Regions from separate parts of the Oryctolagus cuniculus genome. Here region 1 is linked to region 2. The links are chromatin contacts, called in public Hi-C maps. All regions are on one chromosome and are shown on one strand. Each heading gives the region's core, a stretch centred on a gene start, on an enhancer-like site or on the middle of the called end of the contact. The rest is flanking DNA. Distances are from core to core; before and after follow the strand shown. Region 1 has its middle 59 kb from the start of ASAP1. Region 2 overlaps ASAP1 (ArfGAP with SH3 domain, ankyrin repeat and PH domain 1).

Region 1 (2,700 bases), core at 162-2,661, 310 kb before region 2:
CCCCCACCCCACAATCCTGCTTGTCAGAACGTTGGCATCAACTCAGTGGCGAGATGTCTTCTTTTTAAAATGTCTTTGTGCCCTGGTCCCCAGATATCATCTCCTTTCCCCCCACCTCCCCTTTTCCCTGGTTTTCACAAAACACCATTTGTGGGAGTCGGTCTCCCAACCCTGGCACCGAGCCACAAAGTGAAGTAATTGCGCAATTAGAACTTAATTGCTGGATTTAATTTCGATTATTTTTTTCTTTACAACTCAATTGTTAAAAATGTGCCATCCTCGCCTTCGAATGTCTGATGAGTTCCTTGTGTCTGCCCCGGGAAGGGGCGGGCTAGTCGTTAGGGGGAGGAGGGGGAGAAGCAAAAACAGCAGGGGCGGGGAGGGAGGGGGCGGGGATTCTGCATATCAAGTGGGATTTAGGAAGCCAACCTTCCCTGTGAGAGCCAGCTGGGAGGGAGACTTCACTCCTGGATTTGGTAGCACAGGATTTTTCCCATGAATTCTACATTTAAAGTGACCCCTGATCTTGACAGATGTGTGCCCTATCACTGCAGCACTGCTGTTCCCTGAGGACACACTGTGCGCCAGCAAGGCACGGGACATCGCTGATCTAAATCCTCAAAACAACCCCACCACCAGGGGGCAGCTCTCCATCTTTCCTCACGGGGCAGGGGGGGGGGGGGTAGGAGGTTCAGCAAGTTTGCCAAGGTCACACAGCTAATCGGTGTTAGAACAGAATGAAGGCAGGAGCTGACTCTGTGTCTTCCTCGTTGTTTCCCTTGTTGTTTTAACAGCCTTACATACCTAAAACGCCCCCACTGGAGCGACACTAGTCTATGACTTCCAGGAAATGTGTAGGTGGGCAACCACCATCACAATCCAGTTTTTAACCAGGTCCGTCACCGCAGGCTTCCCAGGTATTAATTCCCACTTCCAGTCTCAGCCCTAAGCACCCGCTGATCTGCTGTCTGACCGTGAGGAATTGCACACAGTGGTCGTCTTTTCGCCTCCAGCAGCCCTCACTGAGAACTGTATTTTTGCTGTTCATCCAGGTCATGGCACATATCAATAGTTCATCTGCTTTTATTGTTGGATAGTATCCCGTTGGAAGGAGAGATGGCATTTTTCTTCCTCGTGTTCCAGCTGATGGGCACTTGGGTTGTTTTCAGTGTGGGGAGCAGCTGCCCTTGTTTTTTTGTTGTTGTTTGTTTGTTTTGTTTGTTTGTTTGTTTGTTTTCACCTGCCTCTCTCCAGCAGGCTTAGTGCAATGGCAGCTCCCGGAAAGGTGGTGGTGTGAGTCCAGCTGGGAAAGAAAGACTGGGCTCCCTCCCTGCCTCTTCTGCTTAGAGCGATCCCAGCCCCCACCCACAACCCCACTCGATGCTACACCCCCGGGCTGTGCTCAGCTACTCAGCAGCAGCTGCTGCCAACGCTTCCCACGCTGGCCCTGGAGAGCAGGACGAGCTTTCAGCCCCACAGCTCCCTGTCTTCCCCAGCTCTTCTGAGGAGTAATGGTGGGTGGGCGGTGCCACACTCCTGCCTCATCCTCCCTGCAACACACACCACTGATGGACACCTCTCCTAGCAGCAGGAACTCGGCTGTCGCTGATAGCTCTCCTGCCTACTGAATGGAACTGTAGCCCCGGCCATCCACATAACTCCAGGCGGGTTCTAACAGGACACCGGCTGCCCCACCCCTTTGTCTCGGCCTTAAGAACAGCACAGAGGGGCTGGCGCTGTGGCACAGCGGGTAAAACCGCCGCCTGCAGTGCTGGCATCCCATATGGTGCTGGTTCAAGTCCTGGCTGCTCCACTTCTGATCCAGCTCTCTGCTATGGCCTAGGAAAGCAGTAGAAGATGGCCCAAGTCCTTGGGCCCCTGCACCTGTGTGGGAGACCCAGAAGAAGCTCCTGGCTTCGGATTAGCGCACCTCCAGCCGTTACAGATACTTGGGGAGTGAACCAGTAGATGGAAGAACCTCTCTCTCTCTCTGCCTCTCTGTAACTCTGCTTTTCAAGTAAATAAATAAAACTTAAAAAAAAAAAAAAAAAAAAGCGGGGCCAGCACCATGGCGCACTAGGTTAATCCTTCGCCTGCGGCATCGGCAGCCCATATGAGCGCCGATTTTAGTCCTGGTTGCTCCTCTTCCAGGCCAGCTCTCTGCTGTGGCCCAGGAGGGCAGTGGAGGATGGCCCAGGTGCTTGGGCCCCTGCACCTGCATAGGAGACCAGGAAGAGGCACCTGGCTCCTGGCTTCTGATCGGCTTAGCTCCAGCCATTGCGGCCATTTGGGGGTGAACCATCAGATGGTTGTGTCTCTCTCTCACTATCTATAACTCTGCCTGTCAAATAAATAAAAAATCTTAAAAAAAAAAAAAAGCACAGCGACAGAGCGTGAACTTCGAGTTTAGCCTACATGGTTATAAACCCCAGCTTCTCCATGTGAGCCCTCCCAGAGCCTCACTCCGTTCCCTCTCTCAAAGTGAGAATAACAGCCGCAGCATCAGGATGATATAGCAATTCAAGGATGCAGGTGAAGGGCTAACCCAGCGGGCATCAGATGGAAAGCATTTAACCAGTGTTGAGTTGCAGACAGGAATGTGGTCCTAAAACCTGATTCAGGAGGGTGTCTTGGAGACCATCTCATTTCTCCAGTTCTACTCACACTTTAACTCCTTTGTCTCTCTCTCTCTCTCTTTTT
Region 2 (2,841 bases), core at 180-2,679:
ACGAGAGTGGTTGGCACTGGAATACTTTATGGCATTCTTGACATATGTTTATCCATACCTCTTCTGCAAAAAAAAGAACAGCTGGTCTTGCTCATAGAGCTTTCAGGAAGGTAAAGTTCATTATTTTATTTTTAAAATGTTTTTTATATGAGAGGGAGAGACAAGAGTGCTCCCATCCACTGGCCTGCTCCCCAAATGTCTGCCAACAGCTGGGGCTAATCCAGCCTGAAGCTGGGACCTGGAAACTCAATCCAGGTAGCTCTTAATGGCAGAGTCCAATTATTGGAGCCATCACTGCTGCCTACAGGGTCTGCTCCAGCAAGAGGTTAGACTCAGGAGCTAGAGTTCAGAACTGAAACCCAGACACTCTTGATATGCTACACAGGCATCTTAACCAGCCTCTTAATGGGTAGACCAAATGCTTGTCCCATTATTTTTATTCTTATGGTTACTATTGCTTATATGTGTAATAATAGTTTGCATTTTAAAAAATATTTATTTATTTGAAAATCAAGATTTACAGAAAGAGGCAAGAGACAGAGATCTTCCACCTGGTTCATTCCCTGGGTTGCTGCAACAGCCAGCACTAGGCCAGGCTGAAACCAGGAGCCAGGAGCTTCTTCCAGGTCTCACATGTGGATAGCAAGGGCCCAAGGCACTTGGGCTGTCTTCCACTGCCTTCCCAGGCAGGAAGCTGGATCAGAAGTGGAGCAGCCAGGACATGAACTAGCACTCATATGGGATGCCAGTGTCACAGGCAGCAGCTTTACTATACCACGATGCCAGCCCCAATAGCTTACGTTTATATTGTGCTAAATATATTCAAGACACTGTCTTAGGCACCTCCATGCTGTACTGGTTAGGATAGACAAGAATGTGCTTCAGTAAAATATTAATGCTCAAATCTCTGTGGCTTTACATGGTCGAGGTTTATTTCCTCTTTGTATTAGGGAGAAGATCTGTTCCACATAGTAATGACAGCAACCTCAGTTCTTGTCTCACCTAGAAGAAGAATTTCCACACAGACGGGGATGGTGAGCAAGGCAAGATTTATTGAAAGTGAGGAACTTCCTGCAGCAGCAGTCAGGAGAGGAGCTCCAAGGGAGGAGTTGCCAAAGAAGCTTGCCAGTGTCTGCACTTTGTAAACATGAAATATCTGTCTGATTGGCCCCTTTCTGAAAACCAAACCTATATTTAACCAATCAGGAGAGGAGCAGAACAACAGCTAATCAGAAGGTGGGGATTACAATCCTGTCTAGCGTTGGTAACGCTAAGTGCCGTTAACTAACCTAACTGCCCGTTAGCCCATGTAACTCCTCACTTCCTCATCTCTTTCTGTTAACAGTGGCTCAGACACTTAAGCAGAGCAGATGGAGGCTTCTCCTTCTCAGTGGGGTTTTCCATAGCAGGGCAAGAGAGAGACCAGACAGTCACATGAAGACTTCTCACAGCTTCCCCAGAGGTTTTAGTTCATTGGTTTGAACTGTGTTGTGGCTCCACCTATGAGAGGAATTGTAGTGTTTGGGGAGAATTACTGTTCCTCCCTCATCCATATATGGCCTCCTTTACTTCTCACATCAGTCCTACTGGGTAATAACCATCATGTCCTTAGTTAACAGCTGAGGGAACTAGATCACAGAGTGTTAAGTAGCTACCAGAACCAACACATACGCCTCCTGAGAGGTAGAGACATTTTTCTATGGACATACTATGAATTTACTTTTAAGTTAGCTTAAATTAAAAGAGCAGCAAATAAAACAATGGCAAAGGTTTTACAGGCATAAGACAAACACTGTTGTAAGATCATCATTCACAGCCCTCTGTCCACGTGCTCTTCCTCCCAGAAGCCTACGGAACCCTAGGCCCAGATCTGGAGGTGGTTGTGAAAAGCAGTTGCAGGCTCTTTCCTTGACTCAGAGAATCTGGGAAACCCTCCCCCACTCCTTTGACCCCTTCCACTCGTCTTTGATTTACCATTTTTCATCCAGATTGTCCCATTCTGCCTAGCTGTTTCATACAAAATATTAGGTCTTGAATCGTTTTGACATTCTTCAGTATCACGTTGCCTCTGAGTCTCTGCTCACCTCCACGTGCTGGGGCCCTTAAGGCCAAGTGACCCCTTCCAGACCCAGACGGTTGGGAAGTCCTGCAGCCCAGCTGGGGCGCCTACTTCTGCTCTGACGTCAGCCAGTGCCAGGAACATAGATTGTACAAGCCACTTCGGTTCTTTCATCTGTGAACACCCTGCACAACAGTTGTCATGTCCTATGGGTCTGGTTCTTTCCTGCCTGGGAACAAGGGTATCGAAGTGTGAGACTGAAACTGTAATCCCATGCCTTGCTCTTTGATAAGAGTTTTGGGTTGAGAAGCACTGCATATTTCCCAGGGGGTTTTACAGTACACATGGGTCTGTTAAATTATTGGAGACATCCTGTAATAAAGATGCCTGACCAATTCAATGCTTTCTAACTTATTTCAACACAGACTTTCCTGTTGTATAAGAAACATTAACTTTCCGTGAAACCACTTTGAGAAATGTGATCTAGATGTTTTGCTGGATTGAGTGATCCATTTCATTTACTGTCTCTTTGTTCAACTTTATTGCAGTTCAGTTTTGCCCTTTTAGCATTTATTTCTAACTATATTTCAATATATAATTTCTAATGTTTTTCAAAGATGTATTTTATTTATTTGAAAGAGACAGTTACCAAAATAGACACACACACACACACACACACACACACAGAGGTCTTCCATCTGCTGGTTCACTCCCCAGATGGCTACAAAGGCTGGAGCTATGCTGATCCAAAACCAGGAGCCAGGAGCTTCTTCCAGGCCTCC

What was found. A called contact is a pair of places that touch in the nucleus more often than the background predicts.
Region 1: a contact with region 2 is called in a Hi-C map of an unstated tissue, with 4 times the contacts expected there. The contact joins two enhancer-like sites. A contact is called at or near these places in 2 of 6 Hi-C or Micro-C datasets (ear pinna and an unstated tissue).

What each region holds. Positions count from the first base shown.
Region 1 is chr6:156,158,967-156,161,666 of mOryCun1.1, reverse strand. No RefSeq gene overlaps it. Among named protein-coding and RNA genes, the nearest start is that of ASAP1, 59 kb to the right of the region's middle. Within about 2 kb of position 1,411, at least 2 of the 8 cell types and tissues checked have an H3K27ac peak or open chromatin away from gene starts, as enhancers often do.
Region 2 is chr6:155,848,214-155,851,054 of mOryCun1.1, reverse strand. The region is part of intron 5 of ASAP1 (ArfGAP with SH3 domain, ankyrin repeat and PH domain 1); the gene reads left to right. Among named protein-coding and RNA genes, the nearest start is that of CYRIB, 150 kb to the right of the region's middle. Within about 2 kb of position 1,429, at least 1 of the 8 cell types and tissues checked has an H3K27ac peak or open chromatin away from gene starts, as enhancers often do.